7 separate regions of the Mus musculus genome follow, and all the other regions are linked to region 1. A link is a contact called in public Hi-C, HiChIP or PLAC-seq and Micro-C data. All regions are on one chromosome and are shown on one strand. The core of a region is the stretch at or near the end of the contact, and the rest is flanking DNA. Distances in the headings are between cores, read along the strand shown. Region 1 holds the start of Ext1 (exostosin glycosyltransferase 1). Region 2 overlaps Gm41323 (a long non-coding RNA gene). Region 3 overlaps Samd12 (sterile alpha motif domain containing 12). Region 4 overlaps Gm41323 (a long non-coding RNA gene). Region 5 overlaps Samd12 (sterile alpha motif domain containing 12). Region 6 overlaps Gm41323 (a long non-coding RNA gene). Region 7 has its middle 35 kb from the start of Gm41323.

Evidence for each region. A called contact is a pair of places that touch in the nucleus more often than the background predicts. HiChIP or PLAC-seq counts read pairs in DNA pulled down with a chosen protein or histone mark.
Region 2: an H3K4me3 HiChIP or PLAC-seq map of craniofacial prominence shows a contact between it and region 1, with 7 times the contacts expected there. The contact joins the enhancer-like site here to the promoter of Ext1 in region 1. A contact is called at or near these places in 4 of 39 promoter capture datasets (the 3T3-L1 cell line, 3T3-L1-derived adipocytes, hippocampal neurons and 1 more), 1 of 15 datasets of contacts at CTCF or cohesin (the NIH/3T3 cell line), 1 of 484 Hi-C or Micro-C datasets (cardiomyocytes), 5 of 115 datasets of contacts at active chromatin or transcription factors (the NIH/3T3 cell line, bone marrow-derived macrophages, craniofacial prominence and 2 more) and 1 of 9 other capture datasets (macrophages).
Region 3: a Hi-C map of cerebellar granule neurons shows a contact between it and region 1, with 3 times the contacts expected there. The contact joins the enhancer-like site here to the promoter of Ext1 in region 1. A contact is called at or near these places in 1 of 39 promoter capture datasets (hippocampal neurons), 2 of 484 Hi-C or Micro-C datasets (cerebellar granule neurons and cortical neurons) and 2 of 115 datasets of contacts at active chromatin or transcription factors (both in bone marrow-derived macrophages).
Region 4: a Micro-C map of the G1E-ER4 cell line shows a contact between it and region 1, with 4 times the contacts expected there. The contact joins the enhancer-like site here to the promoter of Ext1 in region 1. A contact is called at or near these places in 11 of 39 promoter capture datasets (the 3T3-L1 cell line, 3T3-L1-derived adipocytes, the C10 cell line and 6 more), 2 of 15 datasets of contacts at CTCF or cohesin (both in the NIH/3T3 cell line), 14 of 484 Hi-C or Micro-C datasets (the G1E-ER4 cell line, the HPC-7 cell line, LSK cells and 5 more), 9 of 115 datasets of contacts at active chromatin or transcription factors (bone marrow-derived macrophages, embryonic forebrain, embryonic limb bud and 6 more) and 1 of 9 other capture datasets (embryonic stem cells).
Region 5: a contact with region 1 is called in a Hi-C map of cerebellar granule neurons, with 3 times the contacts expected there. The contact joins the enhancer-like site here to the promoter of Ext1 in region 1. A contact is called at or near these places in 2 of 39 promoter capture datasets (3T3-L1-derived adipocytes and hippocampal neurons), 3 of 15 datasets of contacts at CTCF or cohesin (the NIH/3T3 cell line, large pre-B cells and pro-B cells), 10 of 484 Hi-C or Micro-C datasets (the F1.1 cell line, cerebellar granule neurons, cerebellum and 4 more) and 8 of 115 datasets of contacts at active chromatin or transcription factors (bone marrow-derived macrophages, craniofacial prominence, embryonic fibroblasts and 5 more).
Region 6: a FOXA1 HiChIP or PLAC-seq map of pancreatic cancer cells shows a contact between it and region 1. The contact joins the enhancer-like site here to the promoter of Ext1 in region 1. A contact is called at or near these places in 7 of 39 promoter capture datasets (the 3T3-L1 cell line, 3T3-L1-derived adipocytes, the HPC-7 cell line and 2 more), 4 of 15 datasets of contacts at CTCF or cohesin (the NIH/3T3 cell line, large pre-B cells and pro-B cells), 26 of 484 Hi-C or Micro-C datasets (the AML12 cell line, the C2C12 cell line, CD4 T cells and 17 more), 14 of 115 datasets of contacts at active chromatin or transcription factors (the NIH/3T3 cell line, bone marrow-derived macrophages, a colorectal cancer cell line and 11 more) and 2 of 9 other capture datasets (embryonic stem cells and macrophages).
Region 7: an H3K27ac HiChIP or PLAC-seq map of embryonic stem cells shows a contact between it and region 1, with 4 times the contacts expected there. The contact joins the enhancer-like site here to the promoter of Ext1 in region 1. A contact is called at or near these places in 10 of 39 promoter capture datasets (the 3T3-L1 cell line, the C10 cell line, the HPC-7 cell line and 4 more), 2 of 15 datasets of contacts at CTCF or cohesin (both in the NIH/3T3 cell line), 19 of 484 Hi-C or Micro-C datasets (the C2C12 cell line, the G1E-ER4 cell line, Sertoli cells and 9 more), 22 of 115 datasets of contacts at active chromatin or transcription factors (bone marrow-derived macrophages, cardiomyocytes, embryonic basal ganglia and 12 more) and 3 of 9 other capture datasets (adipose tissue, embryonic stem cells and macrophages).

What each region holds. Positions count from the first base shown.
Region 1 is chr15:53,344,730-53,347,745 of GRCm38.p6, forward strand. Ext1 (exostosin glycosyltransferase 1) reads right to left here and starts at 1,454. Exons shown (of 11, transcript NM_010162.2): 1 at 1-1,454. The coding sequence starts at 634.
Region 2 is chr15:52,835,706-52,838,721 of GRCm38.p6, forward strand. All of the region lies in intron 3 of Gm41323 (a long non-coding RNA gene), which reads right to left. Among named protein-coding and RNA genes, the nearest start is that of Gm34794, 51 kb to the left of the region's middle. Within about 2 kb of position 1,431, at least 4 of the 459 cell types and tissues checked have an H3K27ac peak or open chromatin away from gene starts, as enhancers often do. A contact at or near this core is called in craniofacial prominence and embryonic limb bud, where this site is marked.
Region 3 is chr15:53,822,148-53,825,163 of GRCm38.p6, forward strand. The region is part of intron 2 of Samd12 (sterile alpha motif domain containing 12); the gene reads right to left. Among named protein-coding and RNA genes, the nearest start is that of Samd12, 79 kb to the right of the region's middle. Within about 2 kb of position 1,399, at least 24 of the 459 cell types and tissues checked have an H3K27ac peak or open chromatin away from gene starts, as enhancers often do. A contact at or near this core is called in cerebellar granule neurons, cortical neurons and hippocampal neurons, where this site is marked.
Region 4 is chr15:52,898,107-52,901,122 of GRCm38.p6, forward strand. All of the region lies in intron 3 of Gm41323 (a long non-coding RNA gene), which reads right to left. Among named protein-coding and RNA genes, the nearest start is that of Gm41323, 34 kb to the right of the region's middle. Within about 2 kb of position 1,490, at least 17 of the 459 cell types and tissues checked have an H3K27ac peak or open chromatin away from gene starts, as enhancers often do. A contact at or near this core is called in the G1E-ER4 cell line, where this site is marked.
Region 5 is chr15:53,759,272-53,762,287 of GRCm38.p6, forward strand. The region is part of intron 2 of Samd12 (sterile alpha motif domain containing 12); the gene reads right to left. Among named protein-coding and RNA genes, the nearest start is that of Samd12, 140 kb to the right of the region's middle. Within about 2 kb of position 1,445, at least 1 of the 459 cell types and tissues checked has an H3K27ac peak or open chromatin away from gene starts, as enhancers often do. A contact at or near this core is called in cerebellar granule neurons, where this site is marked.
Region 6 is chr15:52,926,943-52,929,958 of GRCm38.p6, forward strand. All of the region lies in intron 2 of Gm41323 (a long non-coding RNA gene), which reads right to left. Among named protein-coding and RNA genes, the nearest start is that of Gm41323, 5.1 kb to the right of the region's middle. Within about 2 kb of position 1,614, at least 58 of the 459 cell types and tissues checked have an H3K27ac peak or open chromatin away from gene starts, as enhancers often do. A contact at or near this core is called in the AML12 cell line, the C2C12 cell line, the NIH/3T3 cell line and 13 more, where this site is marked.
Region 7 is chr15:52,966,637-52,969,652 of GRCm38.p6, forward strand. No RefSeq gene overlaps it. Among named protein-coding and RNA genes, the nearest start is that of Gm41323, 35 kb to the left of the region's middle. Within about 2 kb of position 1,530, at least 32 of the 459 cell types and tissues checked have an H3K27ac peak or open chromatin away from gene starts, as enhancers often do. A contact at or near this core is called in the C2C12 cell line, adipose tissue, embryonic stem cells and 3 more, where this site is marked.

The DNA of each region.
Region 1 (3,016 bases), core at 204-2,703:
CGATGTCAAACCCCACGTCCTCAGTGTAGTCAGGCCAAGTGCCAGAATATAAATTAAAAATTAAATGATTCCTACCATTGTTCCACAAGTGGAGACTCTGCACTTTGGATCTCAAATTGTGCACATACTGAGGTGATAACTGGTCTCTGTCTAAAGTATCCAGACTCAAGACAAAGAGGCACGCCTGGCTGGGGTCCGAGGTGTAGAACCTGGAGCCCTCGATGGCCGCTAGAATGTTTTGGTAACTTTCGGCGATTTTCTCCCCTTTCTGCTGCGGGTACACGTAGACTTTGAAGCCGTTTTTCTTGCAAAGGGTGAAATCGAAGCAGGACTCCATGCGGCACTTCTTGCCTTTGTAGATGCTCGAGTTGGCGTCTCGCTTCTGCCGGGGGGAAATGTGCACGCTGGAATCCTCGTTTTCCAATTGATCCCAAGGAAAGAAAGGGCGCAGAGCGTCCGGGAAGCGGGGCCAGAAATGATCCGGACTGGGCTGGTGCAAGCCATTCCGACCACTGTGCTCTTCTCTCCGGCTGTGGCTCCTCGATGCCCTAAACTGCACGCCTCCAAAATAAAACAAAAGGGCGAGACAAGAGCCAGCTGAGAGCAGGATGAAATAGCGTTTTTTGGCCTGCATGTGTCCTGCCTGGGTCAAGAGGATTGTAAATAAACACAAGAATCACCCAAGTTTCCCAATCAACACTTTCAGCTCCAGTCCGCCATCTTCCCGCCTGTAAAGACTTCAAACTCTCCGCTCCCACCTTCTCTGGATGCCTTTCCCCAAGCCGTGGACTGATCCAGCGCATGTGGGCGATTTCTTTAACTTTCTCCCCTTCGGTCTTTCATCTTTGGGCTGCACAATGCACGGGAGAGAGCCGGGCAGAAGATCTCGCACCCAGGGCGGGCGAACAGCGGACTGTAATTTTCTTGCATGCAACAAGACGGAGGAAAAGAAAGAGAGCAGGGAAGAAAAAGCTCCCGATACCCAATCAATGGCAAGACGAAGTGACTGCCTCTCCGCTCGGATTCCTCTCGGCGGCGTGGAGAACGAGCCCGGGGAAAGCAACTTCAACTCATCCACACTCCGGTGCAGAGCACTACGGTTCCAACAAGTCAATCCGCCCCGGCTTCAGCCGGCTAGTGCATCTTGCAGCTGGGGCGCCGTAACCTCACAAATCCCTGCATGTCTCTTTATTCCCTTCTGCAGCGGCTCCCACACTCCGCCGGTGTTTACTCCTGCGCTCACGGGGCCGGCTCCCCGGGCGCGCGGCGGCCCGGCCGGCGGCACGAGGCGGCGCGGGGCGGCGGCGGCGGCGCGTCCTCCCCGCGGGCAGTGCCGGCCCCGAGCGGTGCTTCGCAGGCCCCGCGCTATCACTGCCGACCGCCGCGTTCGGTCGCCGAATGTTACCCGGTTCTGAATGTTACACTTACACATTCCATTCCCGACACGACAGCGCTGACCTCATCCATCCACGCAGCCCGCGCTGCCATTGGCCGGGCGTCACGTCCGGGTGGGGCGGGGCTTCCGCTGCGCCCATTCATAACCCCCGGCGGCCGGCAGAGGCGCCGGCGCGGCGCGGCGCGGCGCGGGCGCGGGGACCCAGGAGCGCACGGGCGGCGGGCGGAGCGCTAGCCGGCCGGGCGTCGCCCACCGCCGGCCTTCTGCACGCCGGGCCGGGAATGCAACCCGGACCAGACGGGCCCCAGAGGCGCGGGAGGAAGTGTGGGGACGTGGCCAGCAGCCCGCTGCTCGGGATGCCCCGGGTCTCCACGAGCCGGGAACGCCTCCCCGCCGGGAGGCTGAGAGGACCGGTTCCTGGAGAAGGATGCCTTGAAAATGGAGAAGCGAGGGGAAGGGGGGTGGGGACTTCATGGAAAGCGAGCGCAGGTCGGGATGTCTCTCCCCCCACACTTGGACCCGCTGAGGACCAATTTTTTGGTGGGTCTTGTTTTTAACGTTTAAGTGGTCTTTCTAATTCCCCTATGTAATCCACCTATTTTTCTGTCTTCCTCGCCGAGACACCCTAATCCTCAACAATAAGGAGGAATTGTCACAGTCCGATGGATCTGTGGCTGAGTGTGAGAAGACACCTCCTAAAGCCATCTGATCTGCGTGCCCTCTCTTCCATTCCCGAATCCCTCCCACCTGTTCTATTCACTGATATTGGGCCGGGAGGGATCTAATGGCTGAAAAGAAAGCCATTTCATTTTGCCCCCATCGGTGTTGTTATTCTTCCTGAGGTGGTATTTTTAAGATGTCACCTGGCCCTAGCTGTAGAAGGGAACCTTTGAAGCAAAAAAAAAAAAAAAAAAAAAAATGTATTTACAATAAATGTGCCACGGTTCCTTCAATTGACCTTCCTTCTGTCGACTCCCCTGCCCCAAGCCCCTGTCATTCTGAGTGAACTTAATTGGATGATTCTGAAAGGAACCTCCAGGACCTCCAAGCTGTGCTAGACTCCCAAGCATTACCTGGCCTCACAGCCTGAATTCTGGCTTAGAACACTTACCCACCCTAGCCTCAGAGCCTGGCCAAGCTGGACAAGCAGTTGCCTAGGGCAGCAAGCTGTTTAGTGATTGTTTATTGTGGGAGTGAGTGAGCTGGGAGCAGACACATCCCTACCTCCCTCGGGCTACTGAAAACCCCAGCCGGTTGTGTACCCATGGTATGGTTATAATAAGGCAGAGTGGAAAGTTTTCAACCTTTGTTGTTTCAGATTTGTTTGAATAAAGAAGGGAAGAGATATTGGGTGGGATATTTTGGTACATTCTGAAACCTCTGCCCATTTTGAACCTGCCAAAGATGAAGTAGGTTTTCATGATTTACTTTGTCCCCACCACAGGATTTAGAGAGGCCTGAAACAAGAGTAAGGGTTCAGTCATTTTCCGAGCAGGATGAAAACGGTTCAGGTAAAGGTAGAGATTAGAGCCACAAGTGACCCCAGGTCTCAGGGGGATTGCAATGAACAGTCTTCAAGACAGAGCTCTTTGTGTTGAGATCTGGCTGTCAAACAACCTG
Region 2 (3,016 bases), core at 181-2,680, 510 kb before region 1:
CACAGTGCACCTTGCTTACCACTGGATACATGAGTATCTGGAACAGGTTTGTTTAAAGTAGCAAGGTTCTAGGTAAGAAGAGTGACCTATGAAGGCTGTGGGTTAGATGAAATCAGGAGTAACTGTTCTTCAAAGTTCCCAAGGGAAAGCCCTGGAAGGCACTGGTACTGTCTACTATTGAGGAGTCGGTTTCAAAGTCATCCACAGCTAACACTTTGCAGTAAACCTCTGAGACCATATTTACTTATGGGCTATAAGTCTCATAATTCAGACTGTCCGTCTGAATCATCACTTGGAGTAAACAGTAGGATGTGATTGTGGATTAGGATTCTTATGTTTATGCTTTCTACATCTCCCATCTCTCTCTCTCTCTCTCTCTCTCTCTCTCTCTCTCTCTCTCTCTCTCTCTCTCTCTCTCCAATCCCTCTTGCTACAAAATAGCACATAATCTCATTACCAATATAATTTTGAAACAAAATCTTAAAATTCCCTTTTCTTCTTCGAATAAATTTTCCACAATCAAAGGAGGTGACAATTCCAATCAGATGTCAAATGCTTTTAAGGTACAGTTTTTAATATCTAGCCTCTTTCCTTTAATCATTTTTATGAGGATCATTTATAATAAATATGCTCTAAAGAAATATACAATGGTTCTTTTTCCTTTGCTGAAACATGAGATTTTTTTTAACAGTAGAATATCAAAAGCATAAAGGGATTTCTTTTTCTCAGGCAAAAATTGGAGTTTCTAAGAAAAGGATTTAATATAGATTCAAGCATGGGAATTAAAAGAGAGACCTGAGAAAAGAACAATACCCCATGTTCAAGAATACATATGAGATCTTAAGAGCAAGATACCATCACAAAAGATGGTCTTACTGTTGAACTACAAACAGCACTTACACTGTAAAACTCAACTAAAAATTCAGTAGTACAATCATAACTGTATTTATATTGTATAATAAGGCTGACTTGTGGAATGGATTCTACTCTTGGGAGACAGAAAATAAACATTCTCAAAAACAAACTGCTAACGCCCTGTGATTCAGTTCATTGGCTTTACAAGGGTGAAAAGGGAGGAAGGGAGGGAAGGAGGGAGGGAGGGAGGGAGGGAGGGAGGGAGGGAGGGAGGGAGGGAGGGAGGGAGTCAGAGACAGATAGAGACAGACAGGGAGACAGAGACAGTCAAGATAATAAAACATTAAAAAGTGAGTGACAAAGAAGAATATTATCAATGTTTAGAATAAGGAATATTCATAGTAAGATCAATCCAATGGAAAGCAAATGACTTTCCCATGTAATGCCAGAAGGTGGGTAAGCCTCATCAAGGCTAATTTCTTCCATATTAACCATACTTGGAGTATTTACGACTCAGGACCCAACATCTGTATGTAGTTTACTTCTTTCAGGTTAAGAGAAACACATCTTTCTTCAATTTTGCCTTCAGTGGAACAACTCTAAGCATCTGTTTTGACATTCAAAGGGAGGAATTGTAAACATGTCCTATAATGGACATTTGTCGTTTTCATAGGAAATTTCATATAGAAGTCTGGAAAATTTTGGCATTTTTACTTAACACTGATGTGATTCTGGTGTCTAGAAATGTGAAAATTTGATCTTTTCACCTGTAATTGGAGATTTCAGGCCTTCTTGGAGATGCCTTACAGATAAAACAGAACTTGAGTATTCTTCCAGAGCAATGGTTCTTGACTTTCCTAATGCTGCAACCCTTTATACAGTAGTTCCTCATGACGTGGTAACCATCAACCATAAAATTACTTTTTGCTAATTCATAACTCTAATTTTGCTATGGTTATGAATCATAATGTAAATATCTGATATGTGACTCATGAGGGGATTGTGATCTGCGTTTGTTTTTTTTTTTTTTTTTTTCCATTTTTTATTAGGTATTTAGCTCATTTACATTTCCAATGCTATACCAAAAGTCCCCCTTACCCACCCACCCCCACTCCCCTACCCACCCACTCCCCCCCTTTGGCCCTGGCGTTCCCCTGTACCGGGGCACACAAAGTCTGCGTGTCCAATGGGCCTCTCTTTCCAGTGATGGCCGACTAGGCCATCTTTTGATACATATGCAGCTAGAGTCAAGAGCTCAGGGGTACTGGTTAGTTCATAATGTTGTTCCACCTATAGGGTTGAAGATCCCTTTAGCTCCTTGGGTACTTTCTCTAGCTCCTCCATTGGGAGCCCTGTGATCCATCCATTAGCTGACTGTGAGCATCCACTTCTGTGTTTGCTAGGCCCCGGCATAGTCTCACAAGAGACAGCTACATCTGGGTCCTTTCAGTAAAATCTTGCTAGTGTATGCAATGGTGTCAGCATTTGGAAGCTGATTATGGGGTGGATCCCTGGATATGGCAGTCTCTACATGGTCCATCCTTTCATCTCAGCTCCATACTTTGTTTCTGTAACTCCTTCCATGGGTGTTTTGTTCCCACTTCTAAGGAGGGGCATAGTGTCCACACTTCAGTCTTCATTTTTCTTGAGTTTCATGTGTTTAGGAAATTGTATCTTATATCGTGGGTATCCTAGGTTTTGGGCTAGTATCCACTTATCAGTGAGTACATATTGTGTGAGTTCCTTTGTGATTGTGTTACCTCACTCAGGATGATGCTCTCCAGGTCCATCCATTTGGCTAGGAATTTCATAAATTCATTCTTTTTAATAGCTGAGTAGTACTCCATTGTGTAGATGTACCACATTTTCTGTATCCATTCCTCTGTTGAGGGGCATCTGGGTTCTTTCCAGTTTCTGGCTATTATAAATAAGGCTGCTATGAACATAGTGGAGCATGTGTCCTTCTTACCAGTTGGGGCTTCTTCTGGATATATGCCCAGGAGAGGTATTGCTGGATCCTCCGGTAGTACTATGTCCAATTTTCTGAGGAACCGCCAGACTGATTTCCAGAGTGGTTGTACAAGCCTGCAATCCCACCAACAATGGAGGAGTGTTCCTCTTTCTCCACATCCTCGCCAGCATCTGCTGTCACCTGAATTTT
Region 3 (3,016 bases), core at 149-2,648, 480 kb after region 1:
TGGTGTAAGATTTCATGTACAGTGGTAAGAAGAAAGGAAGAACCGAGATAGAAAAGGTGAGGCAGCAGCTAGAATAGAATCAAAGCCAAACTGATGGATGCAGGCACTGGTGCTCAGTGGTTTTATGCTAGCTGCAACAGAACCATGTAGGACAAGTGATATAAAGCAGATGGGCCAGCCTCAGCTATAAGAAGATAAATCATTATGCCTGGGAAGAGACACAAATCTATAGGATTATATTTGTGTGTATGGATAAATGTATATATTCACATAAATGAACAGAATGTTACATGTACATATGTTTTAAAATAAGTAGGCGAGGAGATCTGAATCCCACCCAGGTATAGTTAGAACTCCTGAATTATGGTAACTATTATTTTCTCTAAGCCTCACATTCTTTGTTTGAAATAGAGGAAAAGAAGGAAAATACCATACTTGAGTGTTTTCTGATGCTCCCAGGAAAGGAACAACAACAACAGCAACAATAATAATAATAACAATAACAATAATAACAGCAATAATAATAACATCAAATAAAAAAATGAGCAAAAACCAAAACAAACCTACTGCAAATTAATTAAATGGTGGCATATAAGTATCAGTAATGCCTTCCAATTTCATCAATATGGAACATTTATACCTTTAAACTACTAGACTACAAGTGTATACTGTAGTTCTATCTATAGTGCAATCTGTAGTTCTATCGCTGGCAACCGAGTTCACTTACTGCAAGTCACACAGCTAGTAAGATTGTGCATGACCTCAAAGCTTTCATTCACCAGAATGCTCATGAGTAGTTGGGCTCCAAGACAAAGACTCTCCACACAGCTCTTGGTGCATAAACGAGCTAAAAATCAACTGTCCCCCAAGTATCATGAGAGAGAAGGTTAGAGTGTCACCAGAGAACACAGCAAGCTGACTGATCTGGACAGACACTAAGGTGAAACCTGATCAATGATTAGCAACACCAAACTGTCAAGGGGAGGTTTCTGTAAGTTCCAGGCCTGGCCTGGAAAGGATCTCTGAAGACTGTTTTCTCTCAGAAATAACACCAAATCCAATATTCCTAGCATCGAGACTTACTCCATAGAATCCCTGCCAGTTCCCAGGGAGTCCAGATGAGGCTCACTGGGGTGAAAGCAAACCTGAATCCTGCCTTCTGTCAAGCGAATAGATGAGCCAACCTCCTTTCAGAAGGATGGGGGATAAGGAACAAAGAATTAGCCCTGTAAGATATTTCAGTTTGAATGTGTTATCTCTCTTAATTACCACAAAACATTCCTACAGAGGATTTATTTTTAAACAGAGAGTTAAAATTACAGTGTTGAACCCCCTGGTAGGGCCCTCTGCACCTCCTCAAGTCCCATCCGTTCATCCAGGCAGATTGCTTGCAGTGCTTGGGAAACGTGATTATTCAAGGTGATGATGTCAACCCTGAAGATCTGCAGTTTGGGGAGGGACAGAAAGAACACACTACACAGACTCAGTGGGAATTAGTCCAGCTAGCTCTTGGCACCTGGGAGCACAACAGAAGGCCACATCGGTTTGCTTTGCAGGAGGCTCCCAGCAAACACAAAACCAAACGCAGCTGCTTAATTACAGATACAAAACTGTTCCTCATCCATGATCATCGAAAACCATCTTTCTCCTTTACTCTTTTGTAGAACAAAGACATGACACAGGTGACAAAAGGCACATTGCAAAAGAATGTCTCTAGGCTGTGAACGACTTCTGCTTGAGACTCTCTCCAGAATAAAGAACTACAGGAGGTGTCACGGCAGACCTTCCAGAACGGAAGGATTGCTCAAGCTTCCCACCTGGAACCAGAGACAGCTGAGAAACAGCATCACCCCTGGATGCTCCCTTAAAAAACAAAAGAAAGAATCAGCTGAACCCTTGGCACCAGGTCCCCTGTTCTCCATGCCAGGCATCCCTGTCCCAATTTATAGACCAAAGTGTCAGTGAGGCTTCTCCCGGTGCCCCTAAGACAGAGTCGGTTTTAATGTATCTGTTATCTGAACAAGTATGGGTCCAAAGACAACGGTTATAGCAGATTTGATGCAGCTCCTATTTAATCACTTATACTTCCGGTGCCCTGCGGACTATAAACTACCAAGGACCAAACCCACCACATTCACACAAACATTCTCATGCCTAACCCAGTACTCTGCACATGGTTATACACAATATAGGCTGAGCACATATTAATAGCCAGTGGACTATTCCACTCTTTGCTTACAGACTGTGGTCTTTGTGCACTTCGTAGAGGGGAGCTTGTGAGCACACTGAGGATGGCTGACATTAACATAGGATATTGCCCACATTTGGGTCACTTCTAGTATCTTTCTCTATCAATCTAAAAATCCCCCCTTTCTTACTGGTTTTCTTTAAAATTATCACCTATGTTATTTTTCTCCTTGTCCTAGGCAAGAATAACCAGGATGCCATTGTTTGGTGGGTTAACTATATTTCTTCAAATGTATGCCCAAATATTCTTTCCTTACATCAAACATTGTTCAACTGTGTGCCACCTCCCGTGTTCAGCATACAGTTCTGAAGTAGTATAAGCAACTCACTTGAAAAAAAAATCCATAATTATAAAATATTGAAGCTGCAAAATCCACTAGAGCAGGCTTTCTGTGACATATAGGATTTCACAGCCCATGAGGGGCCTTTATTCTTCTCTACTGATGAAATTAATGAGAGTAGAACATTAGAAAAACATGCAGAGCCTCGAGCTCCCATTTTTATACATTTTCTCTGACAACTGGGGAAAACATCAGAAAGATATAGGAACTTCCAAACATCAAAAAACATTATCAGAAGTATTTTCAGAATACTTTAAGATATACACCCTTATTAAAATGTCTGGAGGAAAATCAAAGTCTCGGCTGGGTTAACAGACACATCATCCTTTCTCCTTCTCAGCTTCCAAATAACGTGCACTGTGGTTGCAGTAGTTTTATGATGAAAAACAAAGCCCAATGTATCCATACACAGATGATGAGCTAGTTCA
Region 4 (3,016 bases), core at 240-2,739, 450 kb before region 1:
TTTGTTTTCAGTGATTCTTATGAAAACCATTATTAATACCAAAGTATTATTCTCTCATCCTTTCTTAACTTTCCTCTGTAGACACTTTTTACAGAGTATGCTTTATCTCTAATCTTTCTGCTGCTAAGCCTCACCATCGACAACAGGCAAACAAGCCAAGAGAGAGGAATTTCATGTAATGCCCTAGCTTCCAACCCTTGCTGGTTTGCAGCCAAGCCACCTTAATCTGCTTGGCCTTTGGCCACTGGCCTCTGTCTTATCTGCTCTTTTAAGGTTGTTCCCAGTAAACACAGTTTATCCTATGTGGCTCTGTCCATCTTTGTGATTTCCTGCTGGTATCCAATGCCTCTTATCCAAAGGTCCTAGATTTCTGTGCCTTCTTTGCTCCAACTAAGACCCTTCTTCACCATCAGTCCCTCCTGCTATGCTGTTGGCTTCTTTGAAACTCTGGAGAATGCTCTACTACTTTATAATTGATGTGGCACTAGAAGGCAGAGATGCTGGGGGAGACCTGTCACTCACATGCAGACCTCCTCCTTGATCACTGGTACTCCCTACATCCTCTGCACTATTGGACATGGGATTAAGCCAGTAATAGGATTTCTCTGCACAATCCCTCTAGTGATCCCATGCAGTGAGGAAGAGATTCTAAGGCTAATCACAACTGAAGACTTGGAGGTTCAATATCTTTATCTGTCCAAAAATGATGTGCAGACATTACCAGGTGCAGAAAATATGATTACAAGAAGCAACTCTAACATCATTTCTTGGCATTTATTCTGTCAAAGACTAAGTAAGTCCTCCCTTGAAAAGTATGTGTTGGTGGAGGGGGGTAGGTGATGCTTAGAACTGCATGTAGACAGCTATACCATGGGGAGGAAAGAGAATTTGAAGAAATAGTGGACCAAAGGAAATTAGGACACACTACACAACAGAACTTTTGTACATAAGAAGTCACATTAACTGTGCATGCCTGCACAAGACCTGAATAAGTTCAAACTACTTTAAAACTCCTGAATGTATGGGAAGGAGTGCCTAGGACCTCCATTGTAGCTGAGAAGTAAATGGCAGAGCAGTCAATGGCTGGTGGGGAAGGAAGAGTCACTCCTCCATGAAGGCGTGGTCTTCTCTAGGCTCCACACATCCCAGTGAATGGTCATCTCACACCCATATGCATGTGAGCAATGATAAACCGGACACAGTGGGTTAAATACAAAATAAAATGAAATTGGAAGATATGAAGTTGGAAGGGAAGTGTAATGGGAGGAATCCTGAGGGGAGTTGGAGGGGAGAGTTAGAGTGTATAATATTAAGATACCTTGAATAAATGTATAAAGAAAGGAAGAACAAACAGAATCTAGAGAGAACTCAGTTCCTTTGCTAGGAAATATGAATACCGAGACAGATAGGCGCATTGAGAGGAGTGGGCGGGAGGAAAGGTTGACTAAACACAAGTGTAACAAAGTATCTTTGAAAATAGGTCATCCATGGCTGTCTTTTCCACCCTTAATTACAGCTTGTTTCCTGTCACTCTTGAGGCATTCGATACTTCAGGGTAAAGTGAGAACAGCCTAGATCAAATGAATCATTGCATGGCTTTGAGCTGTAAAACACAGACTCATTTTGTGGGTCCATAGGCTAAACTCAAGTGTCTATGGACCATTTTGCCAGGTGTTTATTTTATTTTAAGTCCAGTTTCCTTACCTTTATAGTGAGAAAAGACAAGAACTGAACTGAAAGACTCTTTCTGTTATTAGAATTCGTTTGGGCACAGTCTGGAAAGCAGACAAGTGAACCTATTTTCCTTGCCCCTTAAGGTAAGCGCTGGGGAATATAGGCATGGTTATGTGGGTAAAAAAGCAGGCAGCTGACAACCTATAGAGAGGATGTGGTTTAATATGACAGCAAAGATAAGCTGCCATTGAGGCAGAATGGAAAATCCCAGCTGGGAGGACCAGAGATACTGTTCTCCCCCACCATTCTTTGCCCCATTTCCTATGATCAGGGGGAGGTTTTAATGTGTCTACAAGCCATGTAATTGGAAAAAGACAAAGCCATCCTCAAAGACGAGAAGCCCTGGGGATGGCCACAGCAAGACTCAAATCCACCACAGAGACATTGCCTGGTCCCAATATAATGTGCAAGTAAAATCCCCTGCTGTAGACAGGACTCAACAGTAATGACAGTGTGTGATCCATGAAAAGACCAGATGGACCCCATAACCTCATATGTATCCTAACTATGAGTTCCCCTTTCACCCAGCTCCCATCTTGGGAATGTATAGTAAGTCAGTACAGAAACACTGCGTTTTATACCAAGAAGTGTGAATTTCTTGTTCTGACAAGAATAAGTGGTTTCTCTACCAGCATGGTAGAAAATTACAGGAAAAAGTCATAGAAAATAAATGAGTGAAACTATAAGAAGATTGAGACACTGCTCAAATGTTTGCTTGTTTGGATATATTTATTACTTTGCTTTGGTTGCCATCATAGAATACCACAGACTGAGTGGATCAGTCAAAATTTATATTCTCTGAGCTCTGGGTTTCCAAACATTAATTTAATGCCAAGGTTCTATGAGGGTTTGCTTCTGCTGGAACATTCTTTCTCTGTCCTTACCTGGCCCTTCTCTGTGTGCTCAAAAAGAGTGAGAATCTGCTTATCCATTTCTTATTTCATAAAGTCACATTTTCTATCTTATTAAAACCTGGCCTCTTTGTCCTAATTTAAACTTAATTACTTCCATAGAAATGTATCTTTAAGAAGATAAGTCACACTGGAGGTTAGCACCTCAAAAGAAAAATAAACTTAGGGGACACAATTTATTTCATAAGAAATGAAGTTGTAGCATAAAAGATACTGTCTACTGCTACAGATATGGCTTAGCTGTTAAAGGCTGTGCTCACACCAAAATAGTCAAAACGTGGTATCAGTATTAATCAACCACAGATCATAGTTTGGCACTTGAGCCTACATACTTAAGAGAGAGAAATATATATATATATATATATATATAT
Region 5 (3,016 bases), core at 195-2,694, 410 kb after region 1:
TGATAGAACATGTGTACTTTTTTCATTTGAAACACGACAACAACCTCATGATCACTATGATTATCAATGTTTGTGCCACAATCATTCATCTTTGTCCTCTTTCATCTAATATGGACTGAAATAGTACTAACGATATTATATGCCATTTTACAGATGTTGGTGTGGAGGCATATATATATATATATATATATATATATATATATATATATATATTCAAAAATATATGTAATTATTAGTTCAAATATATACACATATATATCCAAAAAAGCTGCAAGTTACAGGATCAAGACTAGAATCCAGCTAGCCTTAGCTCCAGAGTCTATACTCAACGCTTGAGTATTTCTCAAAGGCACTTAAATATCATATGATGGGTTATTTAAAAAATGCTAATGAGGCTTGCTGCATAAAAAATTGGATACTGCGAAAGTAACAGGGTTAAATCAGGCTGTAGAAAATTGTTTGGGAAAAAATCCCATTTTGGGTTATAGATCCATTAGCGACCCACATAAATTTCCCCACTTCTTATGAGAAGCAGATGGGATTAGCAGATTAACCAATCAGTCAGCATTCTTAAGTAAGGCAGTGCTAAGGTCTGAATGACAAAACATGGGCAGGGGGCAATGTAATGTTTGTAAACTTCCCATAAATCCTGCCTCTTTACAGAACTCATGCTTCTCAGTAAAAGCACACAATATCTGCCCCTCAATATCCCAACTGTTATCTAAGAGCTCTGACTCACTTCACTATTAAATCATGAGAATATGGGCTTGCTGACAATGGTCCAGACTGCAATGGATATCCCCTGGGGGTGGTGGTGGCACCATCTCAGCTGTTCGCTACAGCGTCGTCTTCCCATATCTTACCCCAATTCTCACACCTTGGATCATGAGAATATGAGATTATCATCTTGATATGAAAATCAGGAACAATGGAAATTTCCAGGTTGTGCTAGGCACTCTTTTGAAAAAAAAAGTAATATATTTCTTATGATAGTTTTTATATTTTCATGTACGAAATGTCCATCTTATAATGATAAGTAAGAACTCATGTATTATCTAGAAAAATGAGATATCTTCAATCCTGTTAACTCCTAACTGTTTCAGAGTTCCCAGATGCTAGTTCCAAACTGTTACACATTATTGTGCATAACAAGAACACACACGAAATGAGTGTGCTAATGCAGAAACCATTATAAGCAACAAAGGAGACTAAAGATGACGAACTTTGCTTTCATCTCAACAAATCTGAACAGGTAGCTGTAGTGTCCAGATAACACTAGGCAAGCTCTTATAATTACTCAAAACATGATAAAATCAATATATGTTCTCAGTCGCATACTGGCATCTCCAAACATCAAAGACTTCTGCCACATAGCTTTAGTTCTCACAAAATGGCATATGCTCCTTTAGCTCTAGTGGCTTTAGGCCAGATCAGAAGCAATGCTCAATACCTCTTCCCAACTGTTGGCAATTTTATAAATACAAGTCTCAACCCAGGCTTACCACTTCCCGTACCCACACCTGTCAGCAAATGTCTCTAGTAATTTGTATGACTTGTAGTTCCAAGGTGGATCCTGTGGCTTGCTTTGTGATCAGATCCATACGGATGTGTTACAAGGGGTAGCAGCTCCTGCTCATTTTCTGAGACCCGGCTACACAGAGTTAGCATATGATAAAAGATCCTTTGCTACAACACAACCAGAGATCTCAAATTCAAAGTATTTGCTTTTCCCATTGAACTATCTCAAGCTTGTGATGTTTCCCTTTTCTGCTGTTTTTGCCACTATATGGCTGTATCAAATGATCCTTTGATATGTATACACAGTGGAAATTGGTAAGTCCCAAAGAATGTCAGAGACAAGATAAATACTGGGCTTATTCCAAAATCAATTTTATGATATTGGGTCTGAGAGGGTGTGTTAGTCAGCTTTCTATCACTATAATGAAATATCCAGGATAATTAACTTAGAAATGGAAAAGATTTACTTAATTTATAGTTCAGTCCAAGACTACACAGTTCCTTTGGGCTTTTATTGGGAGTACTACTGAATGGCCATGGTGAAGAAAACAGTCAAAACACCCATTAACATTATAAGCTGGGATGCAGGGAGGAGGAAAAGACAGAAAGTATCCAGACCCAACAGTCTCTTCAAAGTCTGGGCACATCTCATTCCCAAAGACTCAAGGACCTCCCACAGACTCTATCTCCTGAAAATCTACAGCTTTTCCTAGAAGGACTACTCTGTAAAGGAGAGACATATAGAAACATCTCAGATTATAACAAAGAAGCACTCATGTTACTTTCAAGACTAGAACAGAGCACATCATTTCACTTGAACTGTCTAAGCATCTGTCTACTGAAGAAGACCCATAATTGGAAAAATAGGAACTTGAAAAGTATCTACAGAAGGTATATACATGGGCTCCTCCATATAAGAGCTCTAAAACATCATAGACCCAGATAGTTCAAACTGAAATTTAGTATAACACTACACACAAGGCAATAATGTTTAGTCTTTAAATGTTTTTCTAAGTTCCTGTAATGAAGGTAATTGTAAACAAAAAGTCAGATTGTAATTACATGACTATAGAACAGACTAAAACCAAACCAATATTTTAGATATAGTCTCATGCTGATGCTAATTCTTTAAGATCCAAAGAGCCTAAGGAAAGTTACTATATGAGTGGTAATGTATCCTGCCTAGTCTTGTATTCCAAAAGAAATGTGCCTTCATTTTTATTCTGGGCACCATCCAACTACTTAAGTAGAAATCCCTTTATATCATATTAATTGAATAAACTATTTTTTAAAGGCAGTAAGCTCAGCTACCACCAGAAAATTAATTCCTTTGAGCTTCAAATAATTACCACAATGTCTTGGCCAAAATATTTTTCTCCAAGTGTTCCCATTGAGAGAAAGCTGTTGTTCTGTTTTCATAAAGGAACCGAAGAGAGGACTAGATCATTTTCCAAAATACACTAGGGCCATTGACTATCTCAGGTCCAAAGGGAAAATG
Region 6 (3,016 bases), core at 364-2,863, 420 kb before region 1:
AACGATTGATTACTGGTAAAGGGACCATCATTGTCTTTAGTTGAGTACCCAGGTAAGCCTACCAGGATTTTATGGATAGTTCCAAATCACAGTCACACAACACAGCCCTGGTTACACTTATTGGGACACACAAAAAAGAAAAGCAAAAAGCCATGGCTGTGAAAAGGGGACCTGTATGGGAAATCACATGCTGACTGGGGTAGAAGGTAGACAGGAGAAAATAGGAGTGAAGGTAATATTAAAAAATTCTAAAGCCAGGCAGTGGTAAGGTATGCCTTTAATCCCAGCACTTGGGAGGCAGAGGCAGGCAGATTTCTGAGTTCAATGTCAGCCTGGTCTACAGAGTGAGTTCCAGGACAGCCAGGGCTACACAAAGAGAAACCCTGTCTCAAAAAAAAACAAAAAAGAAAGAAAGAAAGGAAGGAAGGAAGGGAGGGAGGGAGGGAGGGAGGGAGGGAGGGAGGGAGGGAGGGAGGGAGGGAGGGAAAGAGAAATTCTAAACATATTTTTAAAGTTATAGAAATATATTTGTAGCATAATGCTAATTTAAGTGGTACTATTCTAAGGCATATGAATATGCTTTCAGAGATCTTTCCCAAACCTTGTATTATCAAATGTTTGGCTAAAAATTCTTAACTGTTATTTTTAATTGCATTTATTTTCTTAATTGTATAGTATGTTCAAGGGTCTATACTTGGAGACAAGTCCATCAAAGGTCTAGAACTCAAATTAACTCAAATTTGGTCAAAAAATGCCTGCCCTATAGAATTGTCAGTGGGACTCCAACACATGGCTCTTTTGTACTTTTGGCTTTCTTCTTGAGGATAGAAGAACAATTGGCTTGCTCTGAGATAGCACTGGTAAGAGGTTTGTAAAGGGAGGGCCAAATCCTATAATAGAATTGTGTATGGTTTGGTGAAATAATAATAAAGACTGTGATATTGAAATAGGCACAGCAAAGAAAAGTGATAAGATCCATTAGTAATGTCTGCCATGAAGTTACTGGTTGCAGGCAACAACATGGAGAATGTTCTTATTATGGAGTCATTATTTCCTCTCTACCCTTCTAGCTCTAAAGCTCTGCAAGTGTTTTACTTTTTGACGATACCATTTAATTCATCTCAATTTACAGAAGACATGTATTAAGCTAATACCTAGTGAAATGGTGACATTGCTTCATTCCATGCCTTTCTGCCCCTCTCTATCACACAAAGCTATCAAGAAGTTCACAACGAATCACTTTTGAAAGGACAGCCTTTCAAATGGTTTGGTATAGTCTCGATTCTGCCTTTTTATCATTGGAATTTAGCTCAGGCTTTTAAAGACACTTTACCTTACCATCAGAATATTATTTCAATAACTCATTTCCTGGAGATGTTTGAAACATGGTTAATTATTGTGGGAATTTAAATACAGTGTCAAAGTAAATGATAGCAGGATTCTCTGGTCAGGCTCAAGGTTACAGGCAACCACATTACCCAACTATAGAGAAACATAATCATTCCTTTTCCCACAGATAACGAAGGTCTTCCTGTCATCCTACAGGAATCCCATTCCCTTCTCCTAGAGTGTAACCAGACACTTGGCCACAAAGAATAACACTCTTCTGCTTGGCTTGGCCTCAGGGTAATCAGTCAAGGCTAGGCAAGGCCAACAACCCCCAATGCTACAGTAACCACAGAAACCACACAGAACTTGGGTGGAACACGTGGTCTAGACAGTCATCATTTTCAACACAGGGAGATGAAGTCACACAGACTTTTCTCTCCTGAAAATAAAATGTTGAAATACAGCATTAGAAGCAAATGTTCTCCCAGAGGAGAAATGTTACCTTGAGAAGACAAGAGTCCATTCTAGATCCCCGGGTAAGAAAAAGCAAGCCTAATGGGACAGATTGCTGAAACGTATGACAAACCAGAATGTCCCAGTCTCACAGAAGGTAAAGGCAATGGGAAACTACAGGGGGAAAGATATTGTCATCTGAAAAAAATTTTTCCCAAAAGAAATACTGAATCACCCTAGTCCTGGAAGAGTGGGGACCCCCAGAGTTAGAGAAATAATAAACATTGAAATAAAAAGCATTGAAAAAAAAACTCCTGTCTGCAAGCATAATAGAGTATCATTAATAGTGTTAGGGATTGGTGCTTGCCCATGGGATGGGTCTCAAATTGGACCAGATATTGGTTGGTCATTCCCTCAGTCTCTGCTTTATCCCCCATGCCTGCAATTCTTGTAGACAGGATAAATTTGGAGTTGAAAGATTTGTGGGTAGGTTGGTGCCTCTATTGCTACACTGGGGTTCCTGTCTGGCTACAGGAGGTAGTCTCTTCAGGGTCCATATCCCCAATGCAGTGAGTCACAGCTAAGGTCACCACCATCGATTCTTGGGTGCTTCTCTTATCACAGGCCTCTATCTCATCCTGGAAATGCCCCCACCTCCTCACCCACATCAGTTTCAGGTTTCCATTCATTTTTATGGCCATCTAGTCATCTCTCCTGTCCTTTCTCACACTTGATCCTGAATCCCCCATCCCCCTCCCCATAAGCCCTCCCTCCTAGTTCCCTCCCTCTATTTGCCTCTTACAACTATTTTATCCCCCTTTTTAAGTGAGATTCAAGCTTCCTCACTTGGGCCTTCCTTCTTATTTAGTTCCTTGGGTCTGGGGAGTGTAACATGGTACCTGTATTTTAAGGCTAAGATCCACTATAAGTGAGTACATGCCATGCATGTCCTTTTGGGACTGGGCTACCTCACTCAGGATGATCCTCTCAGGTTCCATACATTTGCCTGTAAAATTCATGATGTCTTTGTTTTTTTAATAGCTGAATACTATTCCATTGTGTAGATGTAACACACATTCTTTAATCATTCTTTTTTTTAAATTTTTTTTATTAGGTATTTTCCTCATTTACATTTTCAATGCTATCCCAAAGGTCCCCCATCTTTAATCATTCTTAAGTTGAGGCTCCACCCAGCAGCCAACTCAGACAGATACAGATACCCACAGCCAAATAG
Region 7 (3,016 bases), core at 280-2,779, 380 kb before region 1:
TAGATAGTGCTGGCTGGAACCCCAGTGCAAAAGAGTCAGACTTGAAGCCCACTGGCCAGCCAGTGTAAACCCCAGATTCAGTGATGAGCCGAGTCTCAAATGACAAGCTGAAGGAGAGAGGAAGACAGACACTCTCTGTAACTCCTGACCTCTACACACTCATGCAAGCATGGGCACATGCATCCACATGCACACACACACACACACAATCTCTCTTCTTCCCCTGTGACACTGACTGTAATTATCACCTGTTTGATCTTGACTAACCAGTAAGTCTGACACCTTGAGGGTTTGAGACAGGCCTGTTTGCTTCTGGGTTCTGTCTTCAGAAAGCCTAGACTAACTTGTGGCATTGGTATTTGTGTTAGTCGGCTTTGTATGACTGTCATAAAATACCTCAAAGAAACATTCTGAAAGAGACAAGATTGGGTTGGTTCACAGTTTCAGATGTTTGGGCCCATGCTCACACATCCCCCATCACAAAGAAAATAGGCATGTATATCCCATGCTTCTAGTGACCATGGTGTTCTTGGAAATTCTGTCTTAAAAGGGTTTTTTTTAAATGAGTTTTAGAACAGGAAACTGTACTCTTTTCGACCCTAGGAAGGAATATCAATGAGGAAATATTCCCCATATATTGTTTAGAGTTAAGCTTTTAAAACTTACAAGTAAAACATACAAAGAACCAAAAATACACGGTGATAATCTCTGGATATGAAAAGCTTAGTGTCTAACCCCAGCTCATGTGTAGTCTTCCTGTAAACTGTCCAAGTGGTTATTGGAAATACTACTCCCCCTCCAGCCTCCGTTACAACTTCAAGGTTTCTGTGTTCTCTGTGTTGGAATTCTCAGACCAAGGATCCCAAGGCTGAGGCTGTGATGGGTGATGACACTATTCTTGTTCATAACCTTCAGAGGAGAAAATATAATATGTCTGTGGCCAGGTTTTTCTGAGAGATACCAGGTGTGCAATTTGTAAGCAAATGACAATCGGCATGACTATTGATTGTTCTGACCAGCTAATTATGAGTTCGCCATTCCCCAAAGCCTTAAAATTTCTCCTGTATCCCACCCTGGACATCTCCCAGCCGATCTCATTTGTTTGCCTTCAACCCATCCCTAGAGAGAAACGTCTTCTCTCACCAGCTTTCCCTATGTCCTTCTCCAGCTTGCCAGTTTCTTAATAGCTGTCACCAGATATCAAAGGGGCTTTAGCTTATTGCATAATCAGCTCTTCCTCTGAGACCCACCCCGCCTCCCATCATTACCTCAGGGTGTTGGAACTTTGCTGGGAGCTGCTGACAGATCTTTAAAGATCCCAGCTGTTTCTGAGTCCTAACGACCTCTTTCAGCTGGTCTCCTCAGAACAGCTGCAAAAGCTTCAGCTAGGAAGGGTGGAGACACCGTTTAGCATGATAACAAATCAGTAGGGAGTGGTCAGTTTCCCAAGAAAAGCTGTTAGGTGGTGGTGGTGGTAGCCGCCCCAGCAACACCCTCAGCCCCCACCCTCCCTTAGAGAGGCAAATTTATGCTACCTCTGTGTGAAAACTCTTCTTTGCCAAAAGAAAGAAATCAAGAGTCATAGCCCCACCCTTGCTGCCAGAAGAGCTGGAAAAGTTTCTTGCTGTCTCCAAGGTTCACAAAACGATCTGTCAATAGAAGCAAAAAGATTATCCTGCACACATAATGTGAAATACGCACTCATTTGCACCAAATTAAACATGTGGAAGAAACACTGATAGCTGACATCTAGTTACATTCAGGGTGTTGGGAAAAGTGTTTTCTTGTGTATTTTCATAGCAAGCAATGTATAGTGGAGGGAGCCAAGGCTCCAAGAGATTGGATAATTTGTTTAATGCTTCATAATTCAAAGGCAGTGGAGCTAGAGTTTGACCTGCTTAAAAAGTAGAGTCTAGTACGGTACCGGACACCTTTCCTTACGTATTTTCAAAGCAGCTCACACTGCCCTGCCAGTAGTAGATTGAATGGGTTCCTTTTTAATGAAGCCCTATCATTCCTATCATTTTAAAATAATATTTTTGTTAATTGTTTGAGAATTTCATAAACATTTGTATCGTATTCACCAACTACACTTAAATTTGCCCCACCTCTCTAGACATCCAAGTTTGGGTTTGCTCTTTTTTAACCCATGAAGTTCAGTTGTACTGCCCAGTTACTCTTGGGTGTAAGGCTACCCCTGATGTACAGTCTTCTTACTATGGCTCATACCCATAAACCAATCCAGCTCTTCCTCTCCTGGAAGCTATTAATTGCCAATAACTCCTTATCCAGGGATGGGAGTCTATACCCATTTTTCCCTTCCCATGATGATGAGATTGTATTTTTATCTTGAGCATATGCAGGTCATTTTATGCTGTCACAGCTGCTGTGAGTTCATATACACAACTGCTCTGTTGAGTCCTTATTGTTACTTCTTACAATTTTTCTTACTCCTTTCTCATGGTGGTCCCTGGGCCTTTGGGGAAAGGGTATAATATAAACATACTATTCAGGGCTGAGCATACTATAGTCTTTTATTCGCTGCTCACTGGCCAGTAGAATGGCTTTGTATTCATTGCCTTCTACTGTAAGAAGATTCTCTAGTGACTAGAGTTGAGAGATCTACTAACTTATGAGTATAGTGATAACTTAGTATGAGTTGGTTTAATATTCTGTTCATTTAGCATCATAATAGTAACAGATTCTCCTCTAGAGCCTATAACCTATCTAGCCACAGGTTCTTGATCCTAGTAACAATGTCAGATATGGGTTCTATCTGTGCAGTGGGCCTAAATCCATCCCCTTCCCCACAAAGAATTTGGTTACTTCCATAGCATTACTGCCATTATTCTACCAGCAGGCAGGTCTTATCAGGATAGTCATTATTGTAGTTCACAGGGTTCACAGCTAAGTAAGACAAGACTAGAGATTGCTTTTCTACTCCAGTGATAGTCATAGCACCTTTGGGAGCTACAAAAGTGACACAGCATGGACGCATCATTCAGTTTAATACTGA